Linked DNA regions of Sus scrofa: regions 2, 3, 4, 5, 6 and 7 are each linked to region 1. A link is a contact called in public Hi-C, HiChIP or PLAC-seq and promoter capture Hi-C data. All regions are on one chromosome and are shown on one strand. The core of a region is the stretch at or near the end of the contact, and the rest is flanking DNA. Distances in the headings are between cores, read along the strand shown. Region 1 holds the start of GMCL1 (germ cell-less protein-like 1). Region 2 holds the start of SNRPG (small nuclear ribonucleoprotein G). Region 3 holds the start of GFPT1 (glutamine--fructose-6-phosphate transaminase 1). Region 4 holds the start of PCYOX1 (prenylcysteine oxidase 1). Region 5 holds the start of TIA1 (nucleolysin TIA-1). Region 6 holds the start of NFU1 (NFU1 iron-sulfur cluster scaffold homolog, mitochondrial). Region 7 holds the start of ASPRV1 (retroviral-like aspartic protease 1).

Region 1 (3,206 bases), core at 493-2,992:
TGGGCCGCTCCCGCGGCATATGGAGGTTCCCAGGCTAGGGGTTGAATCGGAGCTGTAGCCACAGGCCTAAGCCAGAGTCACAGCAACTCGGGATCCCAGCCGTGTCTGCAACCTACACCACAGCTCACGGCAACGCCGGATCGTTAACCCACTGAGCAAGGGCAGGGACCGAACCTGCCACCTCATGGTTCCTAGTCGGATTCGTTAACCACTGCGCCACGACGGGAACTCCGGAAATAAGGTTATTAAGTGCAAAATGCAGACTAGAACACAGAATCTGAGCTCTTAAAACTATACCACACTACTTCTCCAAAAAGGTAAGTGAACAACTTGACAGTGGGGATCCATTTTTGGAAATAAATATAAGTATTCATAAAGCTGTATGAAAGGATTTATAAATCAAACTATAAACAGAAAGTACCTATGATTCTCTTATTTTACAATAAATATGTAATGTGTGTAGCATAAAATTTTTGAATCTTTTAAAGTTTCATTAAAAAATTACACCTATGTGTCCCACTGATGACCTAAAACCAGAAACAAACACAGAGCAACCAGATTGTGAAAATATATTCGACTTACAAACTACATTTTAGTTCACAAGTAACTATTCCGTTTTTCAATTCTTCTAAAAAAGGTTAAGCAAGGTGCCTTACACATACCCACGGTCAATGACTTCTGAGTACTAAAGACGGTGAAAGACTTTGTTCCTAGTGAAGAACAAACGTACCCACTCTTGATAAATTTCCTCTTTACCGTTGAGGAGAGCTTCTGAGTGTCATTTCCCCTCCATTGTGTGGACAACATGGGTGCCCGTTTCAGAGACTTAAATTTACGTGTTTTGTACTATTTAAGGCAGCTGGATGCAAAACAATTTATTCATCTGCCATCCACTCTGAGAGAAGCGAGGTGTACGACCAAAGGCCAGCCCTATCTGAGGTTTAATAAGGCGCAAGCTCAGGTTTGGCGTTTCTTAGCCTCAAGCTAGGGCTGTAATACTACCCTGGCAACGTCCGAGGTTTACAATTCACAATACCCGGCGTCTCCCCAGGTGTTCCCCATCCTCCCAGACCCCAACCGGTCCCACCTTTACCCTATCAAGAGCACGTCCGCTCTTCACGGGCTAGGGGGCGCCGCACTCCCCGAAATCTCCCCGGTGCCGGGCTCATCCCCACACTCCGCCACGGAAGCCGCCCAACAGGTGTGGGGGCGTCCCCCACGTACCTTCGAGGGGTGTTGAGGAGCCGCTGCTGCTCGTCCCCCTCCTCCTCATCCTCGTCTGTCTCGGAGTCGGGGTGACAGTAGCAAAAAGCCCCGCTGCTCCTCTTGCGCTTGCGGCTGCCCGGACAGTAACAGAAGCCGTGGCCGGCCGCGTCGCCCCCAGTCTCCGGCCTCCGGGCCGAGGCCCCCGTCCCAGAACCCGGCTCCTGCTGGGGTCCGGCTCGCCCCGGGTGGCGCAGCACTCGGCTGCTCAGCGAGCCCATGAGTCACAGCTCCCCAGGACTTCAGGGAGCGCACCTCAGGGAGCCCAACCGAGACAGACTCCCGCCATGGCCTGGCCGCTGCTGCGGGCCTCCACGTAGCCTAGACGCCTACACCGCCACCTTCTCACGCGCAGCCCCGACCGTTGCAGCGGACACTACCGCCTCCATCCTCCGCCCCGCCCGCAGCGTCTGGCCGCGCAGTGCGCACGGACCGCAGGACCTCGCCCCCAGCTTTCGCAACAAAGCGCGGACCCGACAGCGCACGCGCACGGCGAGCCTCCGGAAGGGGTGGGGAAGCTCGTGTGCGTCGCGGGTGGAGCATGCGCAGAACGGGATGAGGGTGGGCGATGGGGCTTGTGTACGTGGGTTGGCCCCTTCTACCCTGAAGTGTTCTGGGGTCCTGTGCACACTGAGTCGGGGGAGACCTAGCCTTTAGCGTTACTTCGTAGATCCTTTTGTTTTAGTGCGACCCGCGACTCCAGCTCATTTGTTCTTTCTGCAAAGGTTCCTTAAGCTCCAGAAGTCTACTGAACAAGCGGCAAAAAAGACGTTGCTGTTTGGGGGTCTTTGGAGGAATTTACAACGTAATAGGGCCACGCCCTGCGCACGCTTTCGTAGTGAGAGGGACCTGGAATGTGGAGCTTTGCCAGACGGTTGGGTTTTTTAAGCAGCACCTCTCCGCTTTCCTTGACTGATTATGGTAGCCAATGCCTGCACTCTTTTCCTTCCCTGCTAGTGGCAGTGGGATGTCTAAATAGAATCTGTACCGGGGCTATCAGGGCTTAAAGTGCCTTCTGGAGGCCCAAGCAAAATTTTACAAGTGTCTGAGCAAAAATTACAGGTATATGCCTCGAGTACGCAGCTATCGCTGGGACCCTGGACAGTCAGCTTCAATACCTGATTCTCTTCTGCCACATTTTAAATATTTGTTTTTGTCTTTTCTAGGGCTGCACCCACCGCATATGGAGGTTCCCAGGCTAGGAGTCTCCTCGGAGCTGTAGCGCCGGCCTAAGCAACGTGGGACCTGAGACAACTCTGCGACCTACACCACAGCTCACAGCAACACGGGATCCTTAACCCACTAAGCGAGGCCAGGGATCGACACTGAAACTTTGTGGTTTCTAGTAGGATTCGTTAACCACTGAGCCACCACTGGAACTCCCTAAATAAAATATAATGAATTACTCAAATAGGGTAGTATGTTAAATCCCTGTGGACCCACCACAAGTATGGTAACTTACATTTTAATAACTTTAATGTATTATACTTGCTTTGTTCATTCTTTTAACTAGAACCATGCAGACAGGCAGCAGCTCTCTCTCCATCTCAGTCTCTCTCCCTCCCCTGTAATGAGCACTATTCTCCTAATGGTGTGTATCATTATTCCCACACATGTTCTTATAACTGTATCCATAGCAATATATTTTCTTTAGCGCGTTTAGACATGTAATTAAATGGAATCAGTCATACCTGTCATTCTACACCTTCTCTCTCAAAATTATACTTCTGTGACTTGATCAATGGACAAATCTCTAAATTTTCATTGCTTGTTGTGTGACTAACTCAAAATTTATCCTTTCCCCCATTGAGGGAGTTAGGTTGTATCTACTTTAATGCTCTTATGGAGCAACAATGAACATGTGCAAGAGATTCACCAAATAGAACCCCAGAAATGAATTTGCTGGGAACTTTTTCTGTTGCCAAATTGCTCTCTGAAATGAC
Region 2 (3,206 bases), core at 409-2,908, 420 kb before region 1:
GGAAAAGACCGATATCACTCCTCTAGAGAAAATGCAATGTCGAGGTTTTTGAGTAAGATATATGATAATTTTGTCTCTACTTATATATCTAAGAAATGAACTGAATCTTGTAGAACCATCCCTACTTAAAATCACCAATGCTTTCCCTTTTTTTAATTTTTGTTATAGTTTATTTACAATGTTCTGTCAGTTTCTGCTGCCCAGTTGTACAACCAATGCTTTTCCGTTTTGGCCTAAGTCTTCTATAATCCCTATTGTTCTTGATTCATAAATGTGGGCTGCTCCTCTTTTGGGAAACTTAACTAGGATCAAATCAGACCATTTTTTACACCTTTCGACTTGAAAATCAATATTTTAGAAATCATCTGTGTGCTGCTCTTCATACTTTATATAGAGGGGCAAGGTACAGTTAAGTGGGGTTTTGGAAGCATTGCAGGACTGTCCGTGGGGAATATACTTATGACCTCTAGATTAAAATTTTTTTTTTTTTTTTTTTTTTTTTTGTCTTTTTGCTATTTCTTTGGGCCGCTCCCGCGGCATATGGAGGTTCCCAGGCTAGGGGTCGAATCGGAGCTGTTGCCACCGGCCTACGCCAGAGCCACAGCAACGCGGGATCCGAGCCATGTCTGCAACCTACACCACAGCTCACGGCAACGCCGGATCGTTAACCCACTGAGCAGGGGCAGGGACCGAACCCGCAACCTCACGGTTCCTAGTCGGATTCGTTAACCACTGCGCCACGACGGGAACTCCTCTAGATTAAAATTTTTGGAAACTGAGGCCCCCTCACTCTATTCCTTTGGTGCAGAGGTCGTTAACTGAGCTGTTACTAGAACCTTAGTTGTAGCATGACATCCTGTGGGAATACTAAAATACCACAGGTTCAACAGTGAAGCAAATACCTCAAAGCAAGTCACAAGATTTTTTTTTTCTTAGTGTGATTACCTATCATAGATCACCATAACGAATACAGTAATGAAAAAATTTGAAATACTGTAAGAATTATCAAAATGACACAGACACAAAGTGAACAAATGCTCTTGGGAAAATGGCGCTGGGAGATTTGCTGGACTCTGGGCTGCCTCAAACCTTCAATTTGCTAAATTAAAAAAAAAAAAAAAACGAGTTCCCGATGTGGCTCAGGGAGTTAAGAACCGGACTAGTATCCATGAGGATACTAGTTTGATTCCTGGCCTCGCTCAGTAGGTTAAGAATCCAGCGTTGCTTTGTCTATGGCAAAAGCCAGCAGCTGCAGCGCAGATTTGACCCACAGCCTGGGAACTTCCATATGCGGAGGGTTCGGTCCTAAAAAGACCAAAAAAAAAAAAACCGCAGTGTTTGCAGAGGACAACAAAGGGAAGAACAACACATGGAAGTATGCACACACATGCCAAAGAAATTTTTAGGAGCCTACCCCTCCAGAGCTTATTTTCATCTGGTAGCGTCAAGACAACTTTGCAACCCACAAAGACAATGAGTTAACCAGCGTCCTTCAAATGCTAGAGGCAGGAACAGCAACCCAATTACAAAGAGGAATATAAAGACTGGAGGCCCCACCCCTCCGCTCTAGCCAATCCCTGGCGACACAACGGAAGCTTGGGACTGATCTGCGAGCTCAGGATTTTCCTAAGTATCGCGACGTGAAACGTGAAAGCGGCCAACAATCAATTGGCTAACGGGATCAGTGACGTCAGACGCAAAGCACCGGGCCTACCGCTGGAGCGTGAGGGAGAACACGAATTCCGTTTGGAGGTTTCTTTGAGTTCGCGGAGTAGGCATCATGAGCAAAGCTCACCCGCCGGAGTTGAAGAAGTAAGTATGCATGAGGGCCGCGCATAAATGGCGGCTTCTTTGTAGGCCTTGAGTTCCTTGGATCCCCAGCCATTTCCGGAGAGTGTGTCTGCCGTGCTTATTGCCACTGGCTGCCGCCGCGATCCGGGCCACCGTCCCACGTTTCCGGGCCTGCATCCCGCGCAAATGTTGTATTTCGGCCTGGTGGGCATGCTTTTCAAAGACGTAAAGGCCCCTCCGTCTGCAGGTTTGCCTCCCAGGCCGGAGTTCCTGGCCGGGTCTCTGGCACTCGATCCTTCGTTACTTAAAGATCTTGAATACCACAGTTAGCTGAACGCCTTGAGTAGCATCACGTTCGAGATAAGGTGGTTGGACAGTAATTCTGTAAGGAACTAAGGAGGTGGATGGAATGGAATTGTTTTGATGGTATATGAGAAATTCAAAAGCTGCCTTCATCTTAGTGTGTTGGTGGTTCCTTTGAGCTTTAACTTAGAAATCCCGTTCTTGGGAGTTCCCGTCGTGGCGCAGTGGTTAACGAATCCGATTAGAAACCATGAGGTGGCGGGTTCGGTCCCTGCCCTTGCTCAGTGGGTTAAGGATCCGGCGTTGCCGTGAGCTGTGGTGTAGGTTGCAGACTCGGCTCGGATCCCGCGTTTCTGTGGCTCTGGTGTAGGCCAGTGGCTACAGCTCCGATTCAGCCCCTAGCCTGGGAACCTCCATATGCCGCGGGAGCGGCCCAAAGAAATAGCAAAAAGACAAAAAAAAAAAAAGAAATCCCGTTCTTTTTTCTTAATTTCTTGCACTTAGGTTGAACTTGAATGTGTGATATTTTGCTCTGTTAACTGGAATGCGTGAGAACATTCATTTTTCTCTAATTAGAGAAGGCTCTTTTGTTGGGGGGGTGTTCTTGGTAAGATTTCCTTTTTGATTCTTAAGATATTAATGAGAGTTTTTAATTACCTTTCTTTTCTTATATGTAGATTTCAATAATTGTGAGATCCTGCCAGGTCTACCTCCAAAATGACTTTTAACTTTTTCTTCCTTACCATCTTTTTTTGGAGTTCCCTCGTGGCTCAGCCGGTTAAGGATCCAACATGGCACTGCTGTGGTTCAAGTTCAGTCCCTAGCCCAGGAACTTCCGCATGCCACCCACGAGGCCCGAAATCTTTTTTTTTTTTTGCATTTTTATATCTTCCGTCTGCTTTTAATATAATTCTGTGGTTCTTAACTGTGGTGTAGAGAGTCTGGTTCTACCAGCATTTAGTAGGTAGAGGCCAGGGTTCCTGCTAAATATTCTACAGTGCACTGGACATCACTCAACAACAGAATTATCTGGTCCCAGATGTCAGTATGCCAAGGTTGAGATACCCTGGCCCAATCATATTCTTCCTACCCCTCTTAAAAATCATTGCCAA
Region 3 (3,206 bases), core at 500-2,999, 410 kb after region 1:
CCCATCTCTCAGACAAAGCCAAAGTCTTAAGCCACTGGGCAGCAAATTCTCTTACCCTAGGACCAAGAAAAACAGTCTACTGCTGCCACTGCATGTATCTTTTTTAATCAGAGTTTTCATCTTTTCCAGATAATGCTAAAAGGGCATCTTTTCCCCTCTAAGAAAAACTGAAAAGCCCTTTGCTCACTTAATCAGGTAACTAGCCTTAGGAAGGCAAATCTGCTAGGAACATTTTTTTTTTCCCACTTGTTTTTTTCATTCATTCAACATTTTGGTCCCTTTTTGCTAGGGCTTATACTAGATGTCGGGTTTGCAAAGACTATAGCCTTAAGAAACAGCTTTGTAGGGAAATATATTTTTTAAAAAATCATAAAATATAGAAGCATGTTGCTTTAAGGGGGGCAGTTCAAAGAATGTGAGGTGAATGAATGTCCTTAAGTCTCTGGGGAAGACACAAAGGGTTTTCTCCAAGAGGCAGCATTTAGGCAGAGGTGGAGTGAGGATTCCAAAGAGTAAAAAAGGTGTGAGAATGTGAGCCCACTCGGGACTACCTGCTCCCAGGTTTGTTGGAGTGTAAAGTGTTGAAAGGTGCGGAAGGGAGAGAGCAGTAGTGTGAGCTAAGACCAAACACCTAGGATAAGAAGATCATGCACTGTTCTGTATGTTCCCTAAGTTTTTATTTTATTCTAGTCTTGGGCCATTAATAGAGTTATGATAACCATCTACATTTGATTAAAGATAGCATTTAAATCTTAAAGCAAATGCTCAGGTAATAAATTTTCAGAAACATCATCTCTCTCTGATTAAGTCTCTCTTGCCAGCAATGGTGCATTAATTTATAGAATTAATCATTCAGAGTCAAATGTACGTCTACCAAATGGAGGCAGTTCCTACAGTCCTCTCCCGTGGGCCATCTCAAGTCTAGGGTAGCAGAGTTTTTTAAGGCTGGGCGCACAGCGTTCGATAGTTGCGTTGTAAAATTTGACCTCTCCCTCCTCCGCAAAAAACTGGTTTATGGAGCAGTGGATGGGGATCGAAATGGGCAGCAGAGGGTTTTAGAGGCCAAGCATATGATTTTAGAGCTTAAGTCCTGAACTGAATCGTCTGTCACCAGAAAGTCTGGCTGAACCTGACCTCACCTCATAGTTTTTCTTTAACCTTATGTCTCCTTTCCACCTGACTTGTTTGTCCCCTAGGATCAAGCTTCCTGCTTTCTTCCTCCTCTCTCCCCGCTTCCTGGGGGTGCCATAGCTTGAGGCCCTGGTCTGCTCGAGGCGCACTCCCCAAGGCTATTTGCTTTGCTAACAATTCCATCCTGTTTCTTAATCTCTCCGTCATTCCCGGCCAGCCAGCGAGTTCTTTCTCCCCCACAGCGTAGTACCTCCCGCTGCTAGTCAGGGCGGCTCCAGGAACCTCAAGCGGATGCGACCGCGAGCCGGTGCCACGTCTCGGCAGCCAGCAGGCCAGCGCCTGCGTGGGCTCAGGGGCGGGATGGGGCGGAGCGGCGCGGGGAGGCGGGACGTGCCTGTGAGCGGCACGGAAGCGGTCCAATGGGACTTGCGGGCGGCGGCGGCGGCGCGGTGCGCGCCGGGGGGCGGGGCCCGGCGGCGGTTGTTCGCTAGCCCGGGAGGCCGAGACCGCTGTCGTTGCCTCGGCTGTCCGCATCTCTGAGGCTGTAGTGTCGGCTACCCCTTGGCCCCCAAGCCCGGAGATCGTCCCACAGGCTCGTGTGAGCTCCCGAACTCGCCAGCCACTCGCTGTTTCCTGTGCCGACCGTGCCTCCTGCATCATGTGCGGTAAGGGGGCCGCGGGCGGGGGGTGTGTTGCGGGGCGGTGCTGGGGTGCGGTGCGGGCGCCGCTGAGGTTTGGTTGCGCTGGCGGGAACCGGAGTCGGGAGGGTGCGAAGCCTGGGTGTTGGGCAGGGGGCGTCCCGTGGTGACTGCGGGTGCTGGGGGCGGAGGCCGGCCTCTAAGAGCTGGCGGGGTGGTGGTGAACCTAGAAAGGCACCTGAGAGGAGGGCGGGTCCTATAGGGAATCTGGGGGGCCAGAGAGGGCTTTGCACCGAGACACAAACCAGGAGGGAAGAGAAAGGTCTGTATTGGAAAAGGAGCGAGGGCTGAGGGAACTGAGGTGTGGAGGGGAGTGACTTCAGAGTCCACCAGGTGAGTGAGGCAACCTGTGGAACATCAGGTGAGGTCTCTTGAATTTTATTGATTGCATTCGTCCAGGATTTATCTTTTAAAAAATACTGTAGCTGCTTTCTTTCGGGCAGGCCCAGAAGAAATTCGAACCTTAGCTAAAGCTACGACAATGGCATTATGCACGATCTTACTTCCTGCCACCTACCACCCCCCCCCGCAGCGGCGGCCCCCCCCCCGGGGGGGGTCTCAACAGAAACCGTGGCTAATTAATATCTTGTGAATGGGTCCAGACGTGACCCTGGAGATAGATCTTACATCATTTATCATTTACGTGTACCATCCTCTTGAAACACTTGTGAAAAATGTTGGTGAACATTTAGTGACTGTTTTACCTAGAACAGTTAATACATAAAGTTAGGCCCTTTTATTCCATTTTTTGAGACTTAGTCATTTTAATATCGCCTAAAAGTGCGAGTTAAAAGGAATTGTCAGAATTATATCTGGAATGACTGATATGCTCTAAAATTGGTATTTACTTAGCTATCATCAGTAAAAAAGAATTGAGTTCTTACCTTTCTTACTGAAATGTACAACTGACCTAACTCTGGAAGAAGGAATACTTTTTTTAAGGGTGGTATGACTGTAATAGAATTTGAAGCTTTCTGGGGGACTTATTCTTTGTAGCCTTTGTCAAGAGGAACTGAGCAGGAGTTATTTTGTACTCATTAGTGTATATTATTCCCGTGTTTTAACTTTGTGCTAATGTCAGCTTCTGAAATGAGGAGCAGGTTTAAATTTAGAGTAGATTAAAAAAAAAGGCACAAAACAGAAACAACTATAAATAGCTTGTTGAAATTATTAGCTGTAGAGCTGACTTTAGATTCAGTTATTCTTTTGCTATGTCTAGGTAGTAGAATGGTTTTGCAAAAGCAGGTGATTTGGTTTTGATTACTGTGAGGTAATGAATTTGCAAACAGATTAATCCCTAGTGTGCTTTGTTTGGTAATTAACTGTTCCTGAGTGATAAGGTGTGTGCCTAGTCAAGTACCTGACTCTCTGGTTGTG
Region 4 (3,206 bases), core at 457-2,956, 400 kb before region 1:
GATACAGATAACTAGTGTCCCATTACAGAACAGCTCCTAAGGCAGGACAAATTGCTAGCAGAAAAGTGAGCAAAATAGTTTTACCAGCTTCTCTATAAAAGACAATTAACAAGGCAGAAAAGTTTCAGATCCCTATCTAATAACAACATCCATGGATGTTGAAGTCTGCTTAGCTCTAAGAAGAAATCACATACCCAGGTCCTTGACAAAACGCTTCATGTGCAGATTTAAAGGATGGATGATAGAACCTCCTGACTCATATTCTTGCCCCTGCATAGTCAGGGTCGCCAAACGGCCGCCCACCTCTCCTTTTTCAAAAACATCAATCTTCACATCTTTCCCAAATTTCTGCCGCAGATAATAGGCTGCTGAAGTGCCACCAATTCCAGCTCCAATGACCGCTAGAGGGGGAAAAAAGAAACAGTTTTTTCCCTCTTATCAGCTTTGTAGGTTTCGTTTTTTGAAAGACTGTTAACAGACGTTACTTTAGGCTATTAACAACTTAGGGAAGCCTGGGGACAGGGAGGCAAGTGACAGCTGCTGTGAAGATAGAACTCTGAATCTGGACAGTCACTGCCTCCAGGCAAAAGTGATAATAGATAAACTTACAAACTGACACTAATTTTTTTCCCCCAATGCCCCAAGATTCTCACAGTTCTTTGCGGAGGCACCAAGTGGCCCGCACACCATTCTTTGTGACCAATACATGGGAACAGAGGAGGTGGGGCCCTTCCAGCACGCATTTTAAATAAAGTGGCCGCCATTTTTGCCTACATTTGCTCTGTCTCGTTAATGTGAACAGGTTAATGATCCCAAAGAACACAGCTTTAAGGGGAATTTAAAAAGCAAAGCAAAAGAAAACAGAGCAAAACACCAAAAAGACTGAAACTAAGAGTGAATGCTTCGGCTGTGTAGTCGTTCTAGGCAGAAAACTGTGCAAGCCAGTGGCCTCTGCGAGCAGGCAAACTTCAGCGGAGCAGCCGGGCCGGGCTGGGGAATGGGTAGAGCTGCGGGGCGGGGCGGCGAGGGCGCCGAAGCCCATCAAGGGAAGGAGACGCGGTCAGCGCGGTCAGGTTGTTTGCACTGCTCGGTGTGCTGTGCCCTCGTGGGCCTCTCAACTGCAGAGCGGAAGCGGCCTGTCGCTCCCGGACCAACCAGGGGACTGTCCTCCCGCAACTGCAGCAAGAGAAGTCGGCAGGAGGGGCCTCAGCCTCCTCGGAGCCCCAGGCCTCCGAGACAGGGGCCGCAGGGACGCTTGGCTCCCGCTCCCCGGCCCAGGTCTACCCCTCTACAGCCAACTCCTCAAATGGAGATGTCTTCACCCTCGGGAAAGCGCGGTCCCTGGGGCGCGAGCCGGAATGGGCTCCGCTTGCGCGGAGGGCTCATTCGGCGCTGCTCGGCGGGTGTCACAGGTGCCGGGCCTAGTGTATCAGCCTGCCGCCGCCAGGCACCGGGCTTATTCCCGCCACCTCCGCCCTGCGCTGCCTCCTTCTCGCCTACCGATCTTCTCTGGCGGGGACCGCGGCGCGGCGCTCCCGGGGCACCCCCAGCTGCACAGAAGTAGCAGCCCCAGCCACAGCCCGAAAGTCAAGAAGCAGGGGAGCCCGCCAGCGAGGGGCTTCATGGTTCTCCCAGTGCTGCAGTCGTACTAGAGCGCCCGGCGGTCCGCCCGCATTTGAGCCTGCGCTCTCCGCTCGCCCCGCCCCCTAGCTGGCCTCGCCCCTCCAAGCCCCGCCCAGGCCCGTCCCCAGCTCAGGCACCTGATACTCCAAGGCCACCCTTCCTCCAGAAGCTACAACGCAATCCTCTCGGTCCCCCAAGTCCTCCTTGCACCTCTGAAGCCCAGGCTGCTTCAGGGAGTTGCCAAAGGCCCCAGAGGAGGCTCACCCCAGCTTTTAATTTCATCAATACTGCCCTCTTCTGTTGATTCAATCGCTCAGGCTCAAAGAATGCACACAGCAAACCACTGTTAGAAACGGACAAGGGTGCCCCAAATACTTACTGAGTGATCACCGTGTTCACTATGTTCGAGATTTGTTGGGTACAAGATGACTGGGTAAAGGGTGCTAGGTGAAAGGGAAAATGACAGAGACCAGGGATGGGGTGGTCCAAACTGAAGGAAGTGGAAAAATAGTAACAGATATAAACGAAAGTCGTGTGTGTACTCGTATCATACGGAACATTAGGCAAACATTTAAAAGAATGCAGGCTTTGTATCTATTGTCCCAGTATTGTTCGGTCATAAAAGCTGTTGAGAAAGTGATGGGTGTCATATGATACTATTTCTGTAATTAAAATATCCCACCCAGGGAGTTCGCATTGTGGCTCAGCAGGTTAGGAACCTGACTAGTATCCATGAAGACTCAGATTTGATTCCTGGCCCCACTCAATGAGTTAAGGATCCAGCGTTGCTCTGAACTGTGCTGTACGTCACAGATGTGGCTCAGATCTGGCCAGGCTGTGGCTGTGGCTGTTGCTGGCAGCTGCAGCTTAGATTTGCCCCTTGCCTGGGAACTTCCATATGCTCTAAATGTGGCCCTTAAAATACATATCTATATCTATATCTACATATATCACACCCAATCAAAAAGGGGGGGGAGAAAAACTAGTACGTGAATGTGAAGAACAGTATATGGATGGAAGGAAAATAAGTTAAATAAAAAGAAAGTTTAAACTACTGCAAAATAAAGGATTTACTTAGTGGACAATTATTTATTGAGCTCCTTCCACGTGGCAGGCAATGTTATTATAGGTACTTGAGAAAAACCAGTGAACAAAACAATTTTTAAAATATTTATCCTAATGACGTATACATTCTAGTGAAGGGAAACAAATGACAATTAGAATAAGTAAGCAAATGACATAATATAGAGTGGAGGAAAAAAAAGTGGAGAATGGCTTGCAATTTTAAATAGGATAGTCAGATCAGGCCTCACTGAGCAGGATGGCACTTGAACAAAAGTTTGCAATAATTGAGAGAGTGGACCAGGTGAATATTTGGAGAAAGAGCTTTCTAAAAAAGGAAAATGCCTGGCATATATGAGGAAAAGCAAGGAGGCCAGTGGAGCACAGCAAGAAAGAGGGAATGGAGGTGTTAATGGAACGAGATGCAAGTCATACAAGAAATAAACACTTATGTAAGAACATAAAAATATGAATATTGTCTCCTTTTTCTACAAATTACAAAGAAAGAACTAAATTGTGTG
Region 5 (3,206 bases), core at 417-2,916, 380 kb before region 1:
TATTCTTTAGGATATAACATCCCTTTTTCAATCAAGATGACTCGCTATTTGCCTTGTACATGCAGATCTGGACTATGTAAACTGTCAATACATCACTTGATGTATAACTCTTTGTCTTCAAAATGTATATAACTGCACTAACTTCTAATGAATGGAAAAGTCCCCACAACTTTCTGATGTGTTTGTGGGAGAAGGTGAGCTCCACATCTTACTCCTCCACCGTCTTGATCCTAACCCCCTCACAGCTTTCTGAAAGACTGTCTCCTGGGTTATAATCTTTAGGTTGGCTCAAATAAAATTCTCTATTTCTTTCTTAGGTTGACTATTAATTTTTAAGGTTGACTATTAATTTTTCAGAGACAATATGAAATGTCCTGAATAGACAAATTTATAGAAACACAAAAATAGTGGGTTGGGGAGAGGGGCGGGATGGGGAATAGGAAGTAACTGCTAATTGTACAGCTTTCCTATTCAGGATGGTGAAAGTGTGCTAAAATTGATTATGAGATGGCTACACATCTCTGTGAATACACTAAAAAAACCACACTGAACTGCATATTTTAAATGGAAGAAATGTACATTATGCAAATTATATCTCAAAAAGTTTCTTAAAAAAATACAATCTACTATTAACATTTGTCTTATTCATCCTCAAAAGACTAATATTTGATATCTTTGAATGAAATCCTAAGAATGTGCAACAGATTCTAAAGACAAGTCCAAAAATGGTAATCCAAAATTATCACAGTCTAAAGGAACTACTTCAAAGAAGAGATCACATTTTTGAACACGGACATTCCCCAATGTTTAAATTTTTTCACATAAATTATAAAATGCAATACAAAATGCATAATGAGTATATTGAAGTACATTTCAGAACCCTAATTTTTCTGCCTCCCCCCCACCCACCCCAAAAGGACTGAAACTTGTATATGCCCCAATTCATATGGTTTTAGAATTCTTGGGACCGATTTGCATTAAATAAATATTTCTTTAATATTTTCCAATGTACACTGAGTACATAAAGAAAAACTCCGCAAAAATCTGGAAATACATGCCCGGCTTTCAAAAAGCTGCTTAACACCAACAAGACAAATTCTTCTTAATGAAACTCTTACTTTTTAAGTTTAAAAACAAATTTTAAATGAGATTTTTCCGTACTGAAAAAGTAGGAACATCCATTTAACTGTATTGGAATGAGAGAAATCATCACTTACATTAAGGGAAAGTAGCAATAGGCTTTTGTTTTTAAAGGAGTGAACGAACCTTCCTCATAGCTGTTCGGGAACGAAAGTTTGCTTGCTATTAGTTCTAAAGCATTTCTGCAAGAAGCATTACCGTCAGCGCCGCTGGTGTAGTGGTATCATGCAAGATTCCCATTCTTGCGACCCGGGTTCGATTCCCGGGCGGCGCATGGCCTTTTGCTTTGCCTTAGATTATTTTTATAGCTTTTTCTTCTTGTAGAAACACTTCGAACTTTTCATTTCCACGAATATTTATATTTCATTATAATTCACCGTTGAAACATTCGAATCGGGAGGTGGAATTCAATAAAGTTTACTGTAGTCCTGAAATAGTTAACCTTCACGCCTGCGCAGTCTGAGACAAATCCCTGGCGTGGTTGGAAGAGCGGCTGCGCAACAAGTGAATGTATGGACTGAGGTGTAGCCTGGCGGCCGGGAGGTTGAAAGTGCAAGATTCTTCTGCGCCTGCGCGGCCCGGGTCACTTCGCTGGCGGCTCCAAGGCTCCCGGCTCGCCGCCATCTTGTATCGGGGCTTCATTGTTCGCTCTGGGCCGGGTGGTTTAGTGTCATTGCTGTCGAAGAAGGAGGCGGAGTAACCTCCGGTCAGCCAAGAAACCCCCGCTATTCCGCAGCCATAGCCGCTCAAAAGATTTGTGAGGTAGTAAAGCGTAGGGAGCTGGACTCAGAGGCGCCGCCGCGACAGCAGCAGCCATGGAGGACGAGATGCCTAAGACTCTGTGAGTCTGGGGCAGCGATGAGGGGGGCGGGATGGTGGTGGTCCCGGAGCGAGGCTTCGGCTCAGCGCCGTTGCTCAGCCTATTGTTCCCCGTGGACGCCGCGATTTCGTGGCTCCTATTTTAGGCGCTCACCTGGCTGCCTAGGGACCGAGACCCCGGCTGTGAGAGGACGAGCTGGAGGGAGAGGGGGCTCAACCCTCTAAATTAGTCCCTACACGTTTACTACCCCACAGCGTGGCTTTTGGCTTCGCCCGGGGCCTTCTGTGGTTTTAGGCCAGGAGAAGACTTTTTAATTCAAACCTCTTTAGAACTTGGCGAGCCTTTTTGTCCCACGCTTTTCTTCTCCCCCCCCCCCACCCCGGCTTCTCGATTAACCTCTTTTCGAGCTTTATTTCCTTTCATTTTAGTTTTTTTCCCAGAAACTCTTCCTTTCATTTCCTTCTCGTTGATAGGCATTCTTCTCTTGAAAATGTTTGGACTCATTTTCCGGGAGGTAAACTTTATTCCCGCAGTTGCCAACTGGAAAAAAAGCCAGATGTTTTTCTTTGAACTTTTCTTTGGCTTTCCTTCTGTGGCACCCCCTCTCCAGATGAAAAAGTCTAAAATCGGACCCCTTGAGGATTTTGAAAGTGCTGTGTTTGTTTGTTTGTTTGGGGGTTTTTTTGTTTGTTTTTTCAAATGGAAATCTCACCCGGAGGGATAGATCTACTAAGGGGAAGTGGATCTAATACGTTTATATCTTCGCCTTCTACTTTTGTGATTGACATGACTCTGAAGGACTGGGGAGTTTTTAATGAAGCAGCAATTAATAAGTACCTTAACGTATTTAGTCACCTCTGGGAATTTTTAGAGGTAGTGTTAAATGATCTTCGTTTGGGATCTTTTCTTTGTCATGTAGCCTTCCCCAGCATTCTTTGTTTTTCCAAGTATAGTCGGATGAGGTGATCCTGCCTTTGTTGCTTTTCTCCAAAAGAAAGAAAAAAGCCCAATGAGTTTTTGATGTAGTTTTTTGTTTTTATTCTTAGGAAGACTGACAATTTGAGAACTCTATGCATTAAAAATGCGCCCTTCGGTTTCTTTTTGCAAGTCTCTAGATATCACTTATGAAGTACAATGTAATCAACTATTTTTTCACCACAGAAATAGTTGCCATTTTGTAAACAATATGGGAAATATAGTCACACTTGTTTTCTTAATAGATCAGTAAACTTTTGGCTAGTTTATC
Region 6 (3,206 bases), core at 288-2,787, 360 kb after region 1:
GATCCAACCCAAGCCACAGCCATGACAACACCGGATTCTTAGCCTGCTGAGCTATCAGAGAACTCCAGGAAAGGGCTTAAATGTCACCTGTTTGCTCTCCCTGCCTTACTCCTTGGTAAAATTTCCATTGTTTCTGGTCATTTTTGACTTTTTTTTTTTTTGCAGCCTCAAGCAGCATCTTGATATGGGAATCTCAGTTCCTAGACCAGGCAATGAACCTGAGCCTCAACTGTGAAAGCTCAGAATCCTAACCACTAGACCATGAGGGAACTTCCTGGTCACTTAACAGCGTTAAAAACTATTTTACTTTCTATCTTACTCTCAGGTATTTAAAAAAATATGGCCCAAGTCTTTAAAACTTCCATCTTGTACCTGCCTTCAAACTTTGCTTTTTTCCCTTGGTTAGGCATGGAGACCAGCCTCCTCTTTTTACACCTGCCTCCTGTAGGTCGGGGCAGGAGGAAGGAGCTTGGGATCACGGAGCAGTGGTCCCTTTCCTTGGCTGGGGTTGCCTGTGGCTTTCTGCACTGTTCCCTGAAGGGGGAACAACTTATGCAAAAGGCCCTTAGGTGGGAAATGATGTGGCATATTTAAGAGGAGGGGAAAAAGAGAGGAGGCTGGCAGTCTGCCTTCCAGAGAGTTCTTGCTCACATATGCAAGCACACGCTGGTAGACACAAACTATTTTTCAGAAATGGGATCATGTATACGTGCTGTTTCTAACCAATTTTGTTTTCCAATTAACATAAATGCCCCCCCCCCAATTTTTTAAATCAGTTTTTGCAAGGGAGAGAAACATATTTTGGTGGCTGATTGAAATGCTAATTGGCAGGAGTTCCCTGCAGGGTTAAGAGTCCAGCGTTGTCCCGCGGTTGTGGCTTGGGTCCCTGCTCTGGTGCAGGTTTCATCTCTGGCCCAGAAACTCCCACATGCTGCCGGTGCAGGAAAAAACAAAAACAAAAAACTTTCAAAATGCTAATTGTGGGAGTTCCCGTCGTGGCGCAGTGGTTAACGAATCCGATTAGGAATCATGAGGTTGCGGGTTCGGTCCCTGCCCTTCCTCAGTGGGTTAACCATCCGGCGTTGCCGTGAGCTGTGGTGTAGGTTGCGGACGCGGCTCGGATCCCGCATTGCTGTGGCTCTGGCGTAGGCCAGAGACTACAGCTCCGATTAGACCCCTAGCTTGGGAACCTCCACATGCCGCGGGAGCGGCCCAAGAAATAGCAAAAAAAAAAAAACCAAAAAAAAAAACAAACAAAAAAAACCCAAAATGCTAATTGTCATAAACCCCCTGAAGTGAATTTCCCTGAAGTGAATCGGCAGTTGTGATGCCAGGGAAGCGGCAGTCCTTCGTGCTTACTTAAGGACACTTGGGCAAGCGCCGCAAACATTTTTTTCTCTCTCTACCCTGTCCAACCTCAAGCAGTAGGTAGGAAATGATTTCTAGACAGCCTACCTCAGCCACAGCAGAGCCACACATGGCCGGTAGGGTGCGCTATCCAAGTGCCTCGCCAGTTCCAGGCCGGCCTGCGCCTGCGCTCGCGCCTGCGCGGGGCTCGGGCGCTTCCGCGAAGGGGACGGGGGAGGGTGCAGAAGAGCGGCCTTCCCTACGCCTGCGCTCTTGGACTAAGATGGCGGTGGCGCCCCGCCTGGGCTGGGGAGCTGCGGCAGCTGCCGCGGGGCTGCGAAGGCGGTAGGTGGTGAGCCTCGAGCTATGTATAGGGATGCCGCTGGGCTTAACAGCAGAGCGATCGCCGCCCCGCCCTGCTGTCTCTTAAACTGGGTGGGGAGAAGTGCCCCTGACCTTGCCTTTGGTTCCGCCCCCGTCGCCCAAGTTAGGGGTTTAATCCTGAGGTGGTCTTCTCTCCAGGGCGACCCCCGGATCATGCGGACCCTGCAGTGCCTTGTTCCAGGCTCCGAGACCTGGTGCCTGTGTCCCTGCGGGGAGGAGGCTCGCAGAGACCGGCTGTAGGGACCCAACGGAGGAGCCCTTTGTAAATCGCGGGGCCCCTCCATCCCCTCCTCCACATGCATTCCCTCTGCCTTTCTTCACAAAATCGGAATGTCAGACAGAATTTCACTCATTTTCTCAGTGAGGCCCAGAAAGGGAACGTGACCTTTCGGAGGCTACACAGCATCTAAGTGATGGAACTCTGATGAGCATCCAGAACCCTAGATTTCCTCCCTCTCACTAATTAAACCCACTCCGTTCCCTTGTTTTTCTTCTTTCCATTTGCCCTGTCTTTGAGTTTGGCCTCCCAATGACATCTGTCAACATTGGTTAGGTGAAAGGCACCGAGGACTTAACGTAGGTGTTTTACCTCGATTTCTCTTACGGAGCAAAAGGAGCCTAACAGAGGTTGACCTCCTGAGTGGTAGGAGTATCAGTGCTCTTGATGCTCTTGAAGTTGAAAGGTATTTCCTAAAAAATTAGGTTTGCAGAGATTTTTGTATTAGTCACTTCCTGTCTCCCTTTATTTATTTATTTAGTCTTTTTGGGGCCGCACAGGCAGCATATGGAAGTTCCCAGGCTAGGGGTCAAATTGGAGCTATAGCGGCAGGCCTGCCCCACAGCCACAGCAAGGAGGGATGCGAGCCACCACGTCTTCAACCTACACCACAGCTCAGGGCAACAGAGGATCCCCAAACCACTGAGAGAGGCGTGGCATGGAACCTGCATCCTCATGGATACTAGTCAGATTCAGTTTCTCCTGAGCCACAAGGGGAATTCCTCCCTCTCTTATTTTTGAATAGATCTATTCTGGGATTAATTTAACTCACCTTTACCATTTCATGACTCTAAACCCAGCTCAGTCAAAATATTTATCCATTCTGCCTTTTCCTTGGGCTGAAAGGAAATTTCTCTATTCTAGGTGTATTTCCTGCATTTGGCGTATTTCCTTATTACATAGTATGCAAGATTTAGGTGGTGAGCTATAAATAAACATGTTTTCACCTCATACCTATCACATAATAATAATAGTGGTAGCTAACATTTATTGAACACATGCTTCATGGCCTAGTACTGTTTTAAGCACTTGACATGAATTATCTCTGCCCCAATCTTTGAAGTAGCTGTGAATGCTAAGTTCATTTTAGAAATGAGGAACAGAGGTAGGTCATGCTAACTGCTAAGGAACAGAAATGAACACAGTCCCTCCTTTTTATGAGTTTGCAGATGAAAATAATCAGAGAAATGTAAAAAAA
Region 7 (3,206 bases), core at 268-2,767, 300 kb before region 1:
CCTGGCATTGTCCCTGCTGTGGCACAGGTCACTGCTGTGGTGTGAGTTTGATCCCTGGCCTGGGAACTTCAACATGCTACAGGTATAGCCAAGAAAAAGTCTGGAATGATGTTCAGAGTTGCATTGACCTTTTCTAAACAGACTTTGCCAGGTCACACATGGCCCTAGCCGAGTACTGTACCCACTCCTAGACACCTTTGGGACACCATCAGCCTTGACCTCATTTCAGACTCTACCCATGCTATCAGAGTAGAGTGGTCCTAGTGCTCTTCAAACTCTGTACCCACCCATATACACACTCATCTGTATCATCCCCTGCATATCTCCTCCATTAATTGTTGGAATCTTACACTTCTGGGGACTGCCCAGCTACTGCCTTTCCATGCTGCAGCCACTTTGTATTCTAGTGTGAGCAGCACAAAACCCTTCATGTCTACGCAACTTTCTGTTGCACAGACTGATCATCCTCAGACTGAGTGTATTAATGGGTCTGAGAGAGAATCCATCTTAACTCCTCCAGGCAACATGGCTGGGCCCCTAACGTAATGGGCATCATGAGGACAACTTATTACTCCTATACCTAGAACACTTCGATTCACACCTGCCTCTACCAGAACTATCATCTCAACAGCTTGCTACTACTATTTGGAAGAATGACAGGCCACCCAAAAGTCCAGAAAATCTGACTCCCAAGAACTACCCACCTAAGTGAAGGTTTATAAGCCTGCCACCTGGCTTTCTCAAGGTACCAGATGCTATCAGCCCTGTGACTTTCTGGGCCAAGCCATTTCCAGTCACAAAAATTCACTCCATCTTTCACTGATTCCTGTTACATCTGGTCTGCTAATAACCTGCCCTTCCCTCCAACCCACATGTGCACACACTTGCATCCACACCAGCCCTGAGGCCTGGCCATATATAGTACAACCTGTGTATGTCATCCCAGGGGCACTCTTGTCACTGCCTGATCTGCCCTCTATTACAAGAACCCAGAGAAACCCTACTCCATCTGCTGAAGATGGGGGAATGGGCAGGGGCTGCCTTCCTCCAGTTCTTTGAATTAGGGACTGTCTCAAGCATAATACACACAAAAGTCACCTACAAAGAACAGCACTTGTGTCTACTTTTTTGGTGACTTATCCCAAGTTGGACTTGCTTAACCCCCTTAACCTAGTTCTTTCTTTTGTTAGTCTCTCAGATTGATTTCCTACTTTTCTTCCTTTGCATCTTGTGATATTTTTTGGTACTCCTTATATGATCCTCTTTTAAAACCTCCTTAAGTACCCTGCTCCCTGTCTGCCTGCCCTTCCACCATCCAGCTCTGCAAACTCCCTTCGTATCTTTCTACCATCCCACCTGCTTCACCAAGGGATTGGGATGGCGTTTATAAGATGGAAGAAATGCTGCTGGACTGCAGACTGCACTTTGGGTTGCAGGACCTAATACCTGTGCTGGTGCTGACCGCTACCTTTCGCGACTATTAACGGGAGAGGGCAGTGCTGCAGGCGGTGACCTCCGCAGTTAGGGGCCCTTAAGAGTAGCTATGCATTTCAAGGGAGTGTAATAGCGTGAGCTGCTTAAGGTGCGCTCCTGCCAAGTTGACCCAACACGTTCCTACGAACTAGTTCTAATCCCACGATACAGAAGTACAAAAAGTGTCTTCATCCATGTATGTTCCCTGAGGTTTTTCGCCATTCTCCCCAGCCCACCGTCCTACGGTTCAGATTTTAACCCCTGGGTTCAACGCCCCAACCCGTCAACACACTCTGCTACCCACTTACCAGAGTGGATAGCAGCAGAGCCATCTCAGACAAGCTATTTAACCCTCTGAGCCACAGTTTCCTCAGCTGGATATTATGCAGGGTAAATAAGATACTGTCTGAAACGCTTGTTATATACTAGCTATTATCCTTTCACCTATTGTTCTGCACTTCTCTCTTCTACCGTGTTTTTCTAACTTAGCTTTGGTGCTTTTTGTACCTCCCTAAGAACTTTGGGCTTAAAACCACAGCAAATCTCAATTTTGATTTAAGTAAAAAAAAAAAAAGGCTGGAAGTAAATATGAAGAGTATTGCTATTCCTTTTCTTCATATATTTTCTTCCCCCCCCACTTTGTTTTTCCTTTAAAGACCAATTTAACCCATTCGATACAAGGAAAGGTTACAATCTTAAAACAAGGAGCGAAATAATCAAGTTTCCACCCTGTGCTTAAAAGGAGACGATAAAGATGCGCAGGCGCGCAGAGCGAGGGCCGGTCACGCGGCGGTCGCCCCCTCGGCTCCAAGAGCTGACGTCAGTCACGTTCTCCTCTCGCCCGCGTCGACGCTTCCGGCCGGTTTGGGCTTTTCTTCCACCAGGCGGCGCTGCAGGACGTTGTGTGGCTGACGCCTCCTGCGCAGGCGCATTGAATTCCCGGACACGTCACCACCTTCGCGTCTTTTCTGGAGAGCGCGGGAAGGCGAGAACAGGAGGGCGGTGACGTCACCGGGGTTCCCCGCGTGGCACGCGGGGGCGGGGGGGTTGGGGACGTGGCGCGCGGCGTGGGGGTGGCGCCGAGCGCAGGCTCCGCTGGGGCTGACGGGGCCGCGCCTACTGCCGACTCTCCGGCGCTGCCTCGTGACCCGCTGTGGGGCCCGGGCGGGCCAGGGCGGCGGGCCGAGCTGCGGGAAAGGTGCTGACGGGGCGGGCTCGGAGAGGAGGGGTTCCGGCGGCCCAGCGCGAGACTCCTGAGGTCGTTAGCCGGCTAGGTCGCCCAGGCGTAACCTAGCCGCCTTCAGACCCGCTGGGAGGCCGGGCACCGACTTCCTGGTTCGGGCCGACGGAGCTTGGACTCCGACCCGCGGGTCCGCGGGAGCAGCGGGCACGTGGGGCCCAGGCCGCACCCGGAGCTTCAGAAAGCGCGGCTTGGCGGGGAGGGAGCAGCTGCGTCCGGGCTCCTCCCCGCCTGCCTGGTATTGGCCGTGTTTCGCCCTAGCGGTGCGGCGGGATGGGGAGTGAGGGGGAGCGTGGGCTCCTGCTGGCCTCTTACTGTTTGCCCTGAGAGAGTCATTCAGTACTTCTGTCGGTTTTCTCCTTTGCAAAATATCCTCCACTCTGCAGACTTAACTAGTCTGTGTCTAGCACGTGGCAGATGGTTAGTCAAAATATAAAAAATTATTTTTTCCCACTCAGCTCCACTGGGTCCTTAGAGTCACTTGGCAGGGGCA

Evidence for each region. Promoter capture Hi-C pulls out the DNA fragments that hold promoters and counts their contacts. A called contact is a pair of places that touch in the nucleus more often than the background predicts. HiChIP or PLAC-seq counts read pairs in DNA pulled down with a chosen protein or histone mark.
Region 2: a contact with region 1 is called in a promoter capture Hi-C map of fetal liver, with 3 times the contacts expected there. The contact joins the promoter of SNRPG here to the promoter of GMCL1 in region 1. A contact is called at or near these places in 2 of 5 promoter capture datasets (fetal liver and liver), 1 of 47 Hi-C or Micro-C datasets (heart right ventricle) and 1 of 2 datasets of contacts at active chromatin or transcription factors (alveolar macrophages).
Region 3: an H3K27ac HiChIP or PLAC-seq map of alveolar macrophages shows a contact between it and region 1. The contact joins the promoter of GFPT1 here to the promoter of GMCL1 in region 1. A contact is called at or near these places in 1 of 47 Hi-C or Micro-C datasets (heart right ventricle) and 1 of 2 datasets of contacts at active chromatin or transcription factors (alveolar macrophages).
Region 4: a contact with region 1 is called in an H3K27ac HiChIP or PLAC-seq map of skeletal muscle, with 3 times the contacts expected there. The contact joins the promoter of PCYOX1 here to the promoter of GMCL1 in region 1. A contact is called at or near these places in 2 of 5 promoter capture datasets (fetal skeletal muscle and liver) and 2 of 2 datasets of contacts at active chromatin or transcription factors (alveolar macrophages and skeletal muscle).
Region 5: an H3K27ac HiChIP or PLAC-seq map of alveolar macrophages shows a contact between it and region 1. The contact joins the promoter of TIA1 here to the promoter of GMCL1 in region 1. A contact is called at or near these places in 1 of 47 Hi-C or Micro-C datasets (liver) and 1 of 2 datasets of contacts at active chromatin or transcription factors (alveolar macrophages).
Region 6: a contact with region 1 is called in an H3K27ac HiChIP or PLAC-seq map of skeletal muscle, with 4 times the contacts expected there. The contact joins the promoter of NFU1 here to the promoter of GMCL1 in region 1. A contact is called at or near these places in 1 of 47 Hi-C or Micro-C datasets (epiblast stem cells) and 2 of 2 datasets of contacts at active chromatin or transcription factors (alveolar macrophages and skeletal muscle).
Region 7: a contact with region 1 is called in a Hi-C map of epiblast stem cells, with 2.5 times the contacts expected there. The contact joins the promoter of ASPRV1 here to the promoter of GMCL1 in region 1. A contact is called at or near these places in 1 of 47 Hi-C or Micro-C datasets (epiblast stem cells) and 1 of 2 datasets of contacts at active chromatin or transcription factors (alveolar macrophages).

Annotation. Positions count from the first base shown.
Region 1 is chr3:72,617,954-72,621,159 of Sscrofa11.1, forward strand. GMCL1 (germ cell-less protein-like 1) reads right to left here and starts at 1,743. Exons shown (of 15, transcript XM_021088403.1): 1 at 1,225-1,743. The coding sequence starts at 1,484.
Region 2 is chr3:72,197,064-72,200,269 of Sscrofa11.1, forward strand. SNRPG (small nuclear ribonucleoprotein G) reads left to right here and starts at 1,659. Exons shown (of 4, transcript XM_003125052.4): 1 at 1,659-1,812. The coding sequence starts at 1,781.
Region 3 is chr3:73,027,162-73,030,367 of Sscrofa11.1, forward strand. GFPT1 (glutamine--fructose-6-phosphate transaminase 1) reads left to right here and starts at 1,750. Exons shown (of 19, transcript NM_001194979.1): 1 at 1,750-1,796. The coding sequence starts at 1,790.
Region 4 is chr3:72,221,899-72,225,104 of Sscrofa11.1, forward strand. PCYOX1 (prenylcysteine oxidase 1) reads right to left here and starts at 1,707. Exons shown (of 6, transcript XM_003354779.4): 1 at 1,501-1,707; 2 at 195-401. The coding sequence starts at 1,624.
Region 5 is chr3:72,238,869-72,242,074 of Sscrofa11.1, forward strand. TIA1 (nucleolysin TIA-1) reads left to right here and starts at 1,667. Exons shown (of 13, transcript XR_002342584.1): 1 at 1,667-1,981. It overlaps TRNAG-CCC (a tRNA gene), which reads left to right and starts at 1,344; the gene lies at 1,344-1,414.
Region 6 is chr3:72,981,538-72,984,743 of Sscrofa11.1, forward strand. NFU1 (NFU1 iron-sulfur cluster scaffold homolog, mitochondrial) reads left to right here and starts at 1,538. Exons shown (of 8, transcript XM_021087412.1): 1 at 1,538-1,692. The coding sequence starts at 1,631.
Region 7 is chr3:72,322,441-72,325,646 of Sscrofa11.1, forward strand. ASPRV1 (retroviral-like aspartic protease 1) reads left to right here and starts at 1,518. Exons shown (of 13, transcript XR_002342602.1): 1 at 1,518-2,671.